Regions from separate parts of the Oryctolagus cuniculus genome. Here regions 1 and 3 are each linked to region 2. The links are chromatin contacts, called in public Micro-C maps. All regions are on one chromosome and are shown on one strand. Each heading gives the region's core, a stretch centred on a gene start, on an enhancer-like site or on the middle of the called end of the contact. The rest is flanking DNA. Distances are from core to core; before and after follow the strand shown.

The links. A called contact is a pair of places that touch in the nucleus more often than the background predicts.
Region 1: a contact with region 2 is called in a Micro-C map of ear pinna, with 6 times the contacts expected there. The contact joins two enhancer-like sites. A contact is called at or near these places in 4 of 6 Hi-C or Micro-C datasets (ear pinna, psoas muscle, skin fibroblasts and 1 more).
Region 3: a contact with region 2 is called in a Micro-C map of ear pinna, with 5 times the contacts expected there. The contact joins two enhancer-like sites. A contact is called at or near these places in 3 of 6 Hi-C or Micro-C datasets (ear pinna, psoas muscle and an unstated tissue).

What each region holds. Positions count from the first base shown.
Region 1 is chr7:111,397,430-111,400,531 of mOryCun1.1, forward strand. The region is part of intron 10 of NFIA (nuclear factor I A); the gene reads right to left. Among named protein-coding and RNA genes, the nearest start is that of TM2D1, 320 kb to the left of the region's middle. Within about 2 kb of position 1,737, at least 4 of the 8 cell types and tissues checked have an H3K27ac peak or open chromatin away from gene starts, as enhancers often do. A contact at or near this core is called in ear pinna, where this site is marked.
Region 2 is chr7:111,812,856-111,816,063 of mOryCun1.1, forward strand. All of the region lies in intron 1 of NFIA (nuclear factor I A), which reads right to left. Among named protein-coding and RNA genes, the nearest start is that of NFIA, 180 kb to the right of the region's middle. Within about 2 kb of position 1,631, at least 5 of the 8 cell types and tissues checked have an H3K27ac peak or open chromatin away from gene starts, as enhancers often do. A contact at or near this core is called in ear pinna, where this site is marked.
Region 3 is chr7:111,524,543-111,527,700 of mOryCun1.1, forward strand. The region is part of intron 4 of NFIA (nuclear factor I A); the gene reads right to left. Among named protein-coding and RNA genes, the nearest start is that of TM2D1, 450 kb to the left of the region's middle. Within about 2 kb of position 1,884, at least 3 of the 8 cell types and tissues checked have an H3K27ac peak or open chromatin away from gene starts, as enhancers often do. A contact at or near this core is called in ear pinna, where this site is marked.

The DNA.
Region 1 (3,102 bases), core at 487-2,986, 420 kb before region 2:
TTACAAAACGAGGTATTTCTGGCCACTTGCAATATAAATTCAGGTTTTGTAGTCTGGTGGGGAGCTGTTGCAGGAGGACAAGACAGTCAACCTTCCTGCTTATAATGCAATCCTCAGCACCTAGCCCCATGCCTGGAATACAGAACACTCTTAGCCAAGAAGAGCTGAATGGACAGAGAGTGGCTAAACGGAGAGGTTTCCTGTGGGGCTGACTGGGTCCTCTGATGATCTGCACGTTACCCTCCTAACTGAGGTGCAGGCGCTGCAGACATGACTGTGACATTCCTTTAGCAGAGAGCCAACTCACACCTCAAGAACAAGTGGAGGGCCGGCGCCGCGGCTCACTAGGCTAATCCTCCGCCTAGCGGCGCCGGCACACCGGGTTCTAGTCCCGGTTGGGGCGCCGGATTCTGTCCCGGTTGCCCCTCTTCCAGGCCAGCTCTTGCTGTGGCCCGGGAGTGCAGTGGAGGATGGCCCAAGTGCTTCGGCCCTGCACCCGCATGGGAGACCAGGAGAAGCAGCTGGCTCCTGGCTTCAGATCAGCGTGGTGTGCTGGCCACGGTGCGCCGGCTGCGGTGGCCATTGGAGGGTGAACCAATGGCAAAGGAAGACCTTTCTCTCTGTGTCTCTCTCTCTCTCACTGTCCACTCTGCCTGTCAAAAAAACAAAACAAAACAAAACAAACAAAAAAAAAAAACAAGTGGAGATAAAGTCGGGAAAGTACTGTACAGATAAAATGGGTGGCATTTTTCTTGTTTTTCATTTCTGTAAATGATGGTCCACTCTGCTCAATATTTCTAAAGTGAAATTTTAATTCTTTTTCCAAAATTTGAGAGGCAGAGAGAGAGAGAGAGAGAGAGAGAGTTCCATCTACTGGTTCACTCCTCAAATGCCTACAGTGATTGGGGAAATCAAAGCCAGGAGCCAAGAACTCCATCCAGGTCTCCCACATGGGCGGCAGGAGGCAAAGTACTTGAGGCATCACCTGCTGCCTCCCAGGGTCTGCATCAGCAGGAAGTTAGAGTCAGGAGCCAGAGCCAGGTATTGAACCCAGGGAGTCTGATGTGAGAAGTGGGTATCCTAACCTAGGGACTCATCACTAGGCCAAACGCCTATGACATACAACAATCAAGCAGCATCAAAATTTTACCCTATTAACTACCACGATGTCTGAGGGAGAAAATAAGGCCAGTGTTCTGTCCAGCCAACATTTAGTTCGAGCTTTCCATGTGCCTGTGGGATTGTCATTACCAGTTAGCTTTCCTTTCACAAATCTACAGGTGCTTTTCTTTTAGTAACAGTCTGGTGATTATGTCACTTTATCTGCTGGTGTCCATCCAAGGTGACCAATTATGAGCAAATAGCAGAGTTGGTTTTCAAGTGAAATAAAAATGGGTATGGCTTCTGCCACCTTTTCTCCAGTGATACCATGACCAATTCACTACATTTATCCTTAGTCACAGAAAAACCATCAGCTACTGGCAAAAGTCAATGCTCTGAGTTCTTTGGAGTTGACAGAATCAGAAAGGGTTAGACTGGGGTGGATTCAGCCAGGTAAAGGCTCACCCTTGCCCATGAGATTCTGTTAGGTAAGGTAAGGACTCGTTAGATCCCAGGGATAAATGGCTCAACAGTGGCTATGTGGAGCTGGGTGTAAGATTTCCTGGTCACACAAGCTACCTTTGATTTCCAGAGGAGTTTAAAAAAACCGAAGCCTAAACTGAGAAGCGACTCATCCTGTATACCTTTCGACGTTATTCTTTGCCCACATGCTTTGAGGAACACAATAAAGCCCGTTGTGTCCTGAAAGGAAATCATCCTGGCAAATACACACGGCCTCAATCTGCCCGGACAAAAGAACCAAGAGGGGGAAAGGAAGGAGAGGGAGGCCGAAGCCAACGGGTGTCTGGAGGAGGCCTCTCCCGACAGCTGACTCTGATCCGTGTTACAGCCGCGTTCTCTCTTCAACAAAACAGTGTCACACTTTGGGTGCGGCTGGTAACGCTTACGATTTCTGTTTTCACACTCTCTAAGTCAGTTGTGAAATTCCAGACTTCTGCAATGTGACAGTCCTGTGGATCTTGCAGCGAAGGCGCGGGACCTGGTGAGTCAGTAGGGGGAGCAGTTTTCCATCCCACAGTTGCTGGACGAGAGACCTCGGGGCACCACAAAAATCTGCAGTGCCTCTGCACTTCTCTTAAAACAGCAAAGCAGGGGGAAAAAAAAGTTTCTTCACACATCTTACTATTCAGTATGTGCCTTGCCGACAAGGTTACCCCAGAGCAGCTCTGTAATCCTTCACTGAAATAGGCTTTATTGATTGCTCTGGTCTATTGTTCTCTTTTCAAGTCCCCCAAGTTCAAGTTCATCCTGGTGTTACATCATGTCTGGTTGCTAAGAGCAACCAGACAGACCCAGACGTGACTATCATTAGCAAGAAACCCTCCGCTCTCCTCCCACCAACCTTCCAGTGGTTCTGACGTAGCAGGCCCACTGCAAACACATTGAAGTATTTATTCTGCCTAATTTATGACCTACACAGCAAGCGAGACCCCCACTCCAAAAACCAACACTGTTGTATATTTAATTAATCTGTCTTTCTCTGGCACTTGGGAAAGTTAGACAAAGGACTAATTATTGTGTTTCACTCTCCACACTTTTCTTTTGGGGGGTGAATATTTGCATGGGAAAGAAAACGACAGGGCCCAGTATCAGCTCCCCCTCCCCTTTTTCTTTTTGCCCTATTGACATTTCATGAAATACTTTAGCTGCTTAAGGGAATTAGAAAAAAAAATGCGATGTGAATGTTACTCCTTCTGAGTTGGTATTCAGTAACACAAATCAACTCATGACATGTTTAAATTTAAATGCTAACCACACACTCTCAGAGTTACTTTAAAGGTTAGTTTTTAATCAATAGAAGTTGCTGACTCCGGGTTTTTGAGCTGCGCACTGCAACTCTTGGGCTTTTGTCTAACGTTAAAGCTTTCGAACTTTTTTTTTTTCCTTGAGATGATTTTAGCAATGATTTGTAGACACAGACGCCTATTATGCTCGGACCAGCAACACGGCAATAGAGGAGCCAGGCTGCCCTGTGGTGGG
Region 2 (3,208 bases), core at 381-2,880:
GCAAGTGCTAGGAATTCACAAAAAGGAACACATCTTACTTAATTCTATCCTTTCTTAGGATGCTCGGAGAGACCAGGCCCACCAAGATTCCTGTTCAGACTCACCTGGGGCTCATCTCTCTTTTCACTTTCATTGTTCTATTTTCCCTTTCATCCCTTTCCTTCCCAGAGTTGCCTACCTCCTGAGGTAAGCGATCAGTAAAAACACCACCCTATTAGTATTGTTATGTAAAAGTTCACTTTACATTTGAGTGCTGATGTTGTAGCTAAATTCTGCAGAAGTCTATGAGATCCGTTCCCTGTCCCTTTGCTGCCGGTAACGCCAGCTTCTATTGCTTTTTAAAATTCACTAAAAGAATTCTCTCAAAGACTCAGAGAAAATGTGTAAATGTTAATTGGAAAAAAAAAAAAAAAGATCCCCTAACTCTCATGTATCTAACTTTCTCAGCTCCGGGACAAGGACTACAAGCAAATGGCAAACTTCAGGTAGCTTATTCTTTTAACCACTTTATGTTTCAGTAGCTATTTTTCTTCCTTAACTGAATGACGTAGTTTCATTTACCTCCACGCGTACCTTTCCCCGCGCGCCCTCACCGACCCGGCTCAGCGACTCTGGCCGAGTGAGGCCGCAGGGAGTGTTGGGGAGAGGCCCACGCAGCTGTTCCCTGGCTAAAGCGCTGCATTTCGAAGGATCTGAGCAAACGACTGAAGGAGAGGCTCCTTCTCGGCATTCGGTCGAGAGCTGCCGTAGAAGGACCGTGGGGTACGGCATCCTCCTGATCCGGCGCTAGGTCACGTCCGCGGACCAGTCTCCCTTGGCCGCCTCTGCACCGCGTCTGCCGCAGAGCGGGCCCGGCTGGCGGCGGCCGCGCAGCCCCTTTCCCTCTGCCCCGAGGTGGCACAGCCCCGGCGCACAGCGACAGCAGAGACGCCCGACGCCGCCGGGGCCACGCTCGGATCTGCCACGGCGCCAACCCCGCCACCCGCTCCCGTCTCCTGCCCTCTTCCTCCTCCCTCCCCCCACCCAGGATTGCTAGTGGCGGAGGAGGTGGGGGGAGCCGGGATGTGGAACTGACAAGTGTGTACAGAAATCTCCACGTCCTCTGCGGTCTCCCACCCGGGTGGGTTGGGGTTAAAAGCCCGGAATTCAACTTTGCTGCAAAATCTCGGGTTCTTAGGGAGGGGCTGGAGGGAAGGAAGACCCTGCGGGGAACGCGCAGGCCAAAGCAGCCGAGACCCCGCCCGGCGGCTGTCCCGTGGAGACGATGAAAGCCTAGAGTCCCGGGCGGGGCCGCCGGCTTCCCCGAGGGGGCGCGGGCGTGAGGCTGGGACAGCAGCGCGCTCGGGGATCCGGTCCCCCTGGCACAGGCAGCGCGCTCCCTGCCCTGCAGGTGCACCCCCGCCCCCTTTTGGTCCCCTCCGTGGAAACCGCTTTCCGGCCCAAGTTCTGTCCTTTGAGGCTTTGAACGAGGCCTTTCAGAAGTTTTTAAAGCTGCCCCGCCCCGCCCAGCACTCACAGGGTCACTCTCCCCCCAACCCTCCGCCCCCACCACAGCTGCGGGCAAGGCGGGGGCTGGAAGCCCGCGGGTCGGGGGACGGGCAGGCCCGGGGCCCTGGGATCGCAGCACCGCCCTGCGGCGCCAGGCTTAGCCCGGGAGCTCGAAGATCTCGATCCTAAGCCCCACCTGGGAGGAGGCGCAGGCCCGCCGCTGCCCGATCTCGCCAGCCCCGAGGGGTGAGGAGAGTCGGGGTACGCGGAGGAAGGGAGACCGAGAAGGGGCCGCACGGCCACACCATCGCCGTGGCTGCGCTGACCTCCAGCCGAGGGCCTATTTAAAGCGTCCTTGCCGACAGGCAGCTGGTGACCCTGTCCTCGCCCTCCAAGTTCCCCTTAGCGAAGCAGGGCGCCACCTACAGGCGAGTTCCAAATAGCACGGGAAAGAAAGGGACACCTGCAGTCATTGTGGTGCTGTCCAAGCAGGGCCCTGTTTTGTCCAGAGCCATTCTTCAGCGACTGAGTCGGCGCGGAGTTCCGGGTCTGTTGGCATCGGCAAAAGCCCAGAGGGCACTAAGAACGGGCTTTTGGGGAGGGGTCAGGACAGGAACTGGGCAAGTCCAGGACAAAAGAAGTGGCGGCTGCTACTGGGCTGCCAGAGTTTCCATCCTGACGATGCTGGCTGGGCTTAGAGTCCGGGGTCACCCTCAGGTTGTTTTCATAAGGTGCAGCATGTTTGATTGACAAGAGTAGCTGTGTGACCTTGGACAAGTCACTTATATAGGTGGGAAACTGTGAGCTTCTAAGAGGCCTCCACATATTTCTAATAGGCAAGTCATTTTTAGCTTCCAATTGTAAGACGTTATCCACTTCCTTTCTAATGTTTAAGGAAGAGGGCCTTAGTTAAGGGCAGAGGGCGCAGAGCAGCATGAGTATCTGATAGGGACAAGGGATGGCAACGACTTGTTAACGTCTCTCTCAGAATCAAATAGCATCTTTCAAGGAGGGATGACACTATTAGTATTTCCCATGCAACTCTAACACATAATTGGTTAGTTGCTATTTAATGGTTAATTGTCGTGGGATTTTTGCAATGTTATATGATAGACATCTTCATTTTGAAAAATGAGAAAATAAGGCAAGAGAATACAAGTCATAGTTGTTATATAGTTTTTGCTATGTAAAACTTTTCCTACTGGGGGTGGTGGGGGTGTTTGGCCTAGCAGTTGAGACATCTCTTGGGACACCTGCATCTCGTGTCAGAGTGTCTGAGTTTGAGTCCTAACTCCATGTTGGATGCTAGCTTCCTGCTAATGTACTTCCCGAGAAGCAGCAGGTAAAGACTCAATACCTGCCACCCATGGGAGAGACCAGGATTGAAGTCTAAGACTCTGGCATTGACGTGGCCCAGTCCTGGATGTTTTGGGCCTTTGGGGGAGTGAAACAGCAAATGGATGATCTCTCTGGGTCTTTATTTCTCTTGCCTCCCAAATAAAATAAAACAAATTTTAAATATTAAAAAATTTCAAAAAATTTCCTGCTTCAGCTGCCCCAATCTACACAAGGAATTATCAAAAAGTTTACAGAAAATGTATCAAGAAAGACAATGGATTTAAAGTATTTTTTGCACTAAAATATACTTATCTTTTTTAAAAAGATTTATTTATTTTATTTGAAGGTAGAGTTACAGAGAGGCGGGGGGGAGAGAGAGAGA
Region 3 (3,158 bases), core at 634-3,133, 290 kb before region 2:
TTCCCAAGGTTGACTCTATAGTAGGAACGTTCCTGCTCTGCAGATGCCTTGGCTGAGACTACAGAATAAAGGGCTCTGCTGTCCCGCTGTGAGGACTCCCCTGCAAGCTCCGTCCAGGAAGGCTGCAGGAGGATGGGTGCACAGGAAGGGCTGGGCCTGCTTTTACAGCCTCTGCTGAAGAACCTGCTGATGTCGCGGGCTTGTTCCTGCCACAGTCCTAATTTCAGCTGGTCCAGTGGGCTCCTAACACAAGTGCCAAGGCACAAATCGACCAGAAAGTACAGGCAGGTACTTCAGAAAGTTCATAGAAAATTGGATTTTAAAGGTTTATTTCGGTGGAAAGGATTTTGAAGGCCACACATAGAAAAGGTCTTCAAAAAGTTCCTGGAAAGTGAGAAAGCGGAGCATGGATTTCAGATTGTAGGGCCACATCAGCTGAGGACAGAGGCAGCGCGCGAGAGAAGACACCTCTCACCTCAGGTGCCTCATTCTCTACTGGGTGCGGAGGGTAGGACAGGAAAAATCATGTTTGTCCACCCAGACTGAGCTGGGATTAAGAAGAAAGGACAGTCTTATGAAAACGTCTCTTCCTGCCAGGCTGTTCCTTTTGCTACCGGCTTTGCTGTCCAAATATTCATCCCAAAGATGTTAAGAAAAAAATTATATGACAAAACATCCTTCTGTACTAATTCAATTTCAATATTTATTTTGAAAATTTATTGAATTATAGTAGAGGAAACCTGCTAAATGAAGCCAGCCAGGCTGATATTTTTTTATTTCTAAGCATGTGGCACTATTTATTATTCTCTCTATGAGGGGTTGATTAAAACTATAAAATAAAACATATACAAGGACATAATATACTCAGAATAAGGTGGTTTTGATAGGAAAAATGAAAAGTATATAGAACGAACCAGTATTTTTTAGTCTATAACATAATAGATTTCTAAAAACACTGCATTTTGGGGATACATACTATGATTGTTTTAAAGGGCCACCCGCTGTTTTGTCTGCAACACACCATACCCTCACTTTAGAAGAGGTGCCATTGACTTCTACAAATATAAAACGTGTGATGTTCATTTTAAAATTACTAGTAGGGCCTGCTATTGACCATCTAATTATGCCGAGTTCCATTTATAAACATAGCTAACCACTAAGTTTATGGAGACTTTTTGTGCTGCTTTAATAGGATATTGATCGAGAGCATAGTTTGAGTGGACTGCCATTGAATTGTGTAATGGCAAACAAAAGGCAAGGTCAGAGCAACTGTTCATCCTAGGGCTGCAGTCTATTTTTTAGTATAATCTTTTTTTTTTGTTTTCTTCCTTTAATGCTCAAGCCCAAATGGTTTCTTTCAAAACAAGATCTTGCTTAAAAATATAAACTGTTTTTAAAATTCATTTCCATGCAATGACAATAGCTATCATGTTACTTAACAGAGGGGAACCAACAGGGTACTCGTTCAGAAAAGAAAGTTTCATATCTAACATGCTTTAATCAGGCTATGAAACAGTGCAAATATCTAAATGGGATCCCAAAGGACTGGATGTCTGGAATTTCTTATCCTTATACCCATTTCCTCATTATCCTTGAGTGGGAGGACACTGTGTATTTTCAAGTTTGGGCTTATTCCTACCAGAGAGTTTCATTTTCTCACTGTGCCTTGCAGCTGTGTTAGTTCTGTTTTAGTGGTTCTATCAGATTAGGTTAGAGTATTGCCAGTAGTTCTCAGCAAACATTAGTAGGCCTGAACATCTACATGGACAGCTACGGGTATCTGAAGACACATCAGGGACCCAGAGACTTTAAAAAAAGAAAAGGCGTTTAAAACTGAACTGCTGTTTGGATCTTGCTGACGATTCCTGTGTGAGAATGTAGAAACAGTGCACATTTCTAAGGCAGAAAACAGCCACTAGGGTGCCACCTCATGCCAGGCTGTGGCAAATGCCTGGTTCCATTCACTCCCACTCTCCATTGACAAACAACTCCGGAATCCTGCAGTGGAGCTTTGTGGCAGAGCCAGGACAATTCGGCTGCTGGACTTTAATAGATTCTGCAGCAGCGCAACAGGAACCAAAACTCAGTCTGGGTAATGGAGAGTGCTTTTCACACCCAAAGACTCCAAGGCTGGCCACAGTGTCCTGAGAATCTTGGCTTTTCAGAATTCCAGGGCCGTGAAGTCATCCTTAGCCACAAAGTTTACTTAACCCTTGCAGCCGGCCTGTCCTTACAAACCACGGCTAGAAAACCAGAGCCCGCCGGCCCGAGCCACCTCCGGCTCTGCGAGCTTGCGGCTTGCCTCCTCCCCAGCAAAGCAGGGAAGGTTTCGGAGTCCCTCCACTGACTTCAAGTCAAACACAGTCAGCACTTCAGAAGGAAATGGGCAGGAGTAGTGGGTTTTTCAAGAGAGCTTTCTGGGTGCATAAGGAAAACACTGGTGCAAAACCAATAACAAGCGGGTGAGGAGAGCGGGTTCTCTGGGCAGCGGCACCCGGCAGCCACAGAATGGGTCGTTTGCAGCAACTTCCAGGGAAAGAGACCCATGTGAAAATGCCTCCAGGAGGCTTTGTTTGAGAATGCGGCGTCATGTGAGAACCATTTCAACAGATGGTTCCTGTCTCCTTCCTCACAGCTCCTGGACCAGGAACCACACTGTTCACATTTGCACGCCCGACCCCTGAGGCAGAGACTGCTCTGTGACACTGGCCCAGTCTGCACCTCCCTCCCCCGAAGCAGGTAATACATACAGAGCAGGGCTGTCCCAGGTGCCCACACAGGGGGAAGAGGCAGCAGGAGGACCAAGTGAGACTGAGTTTTTAGGCTGTAGGACTTTCTTTGCTGCGGAAACAGATTTCTCTTCTCTTGCCTTTCGTGGGCTTTAGATGGGAACAATTAAAGGGGGCTGGGCAGGAGGCCAGGATGGAGGCGGTCTTGGGGACCCAGCAGTGGCCCGATTCTGGCTGCTCCTCATATCTGATCAGTGTAATTTTATGTCTTGTAGCCTGGTCGCCTGATCCCTCACCTCTTACTCTGAGACTACCCCTGCAGCTCCGGCTCCAGTGCACCACCATCGCCACCTCTGGAGCAGCAGTGTTACCAAGGACAAACTCAGGACACAGTTATTTCTGTGACTTCTCATGAGGAAAGACTGAAAC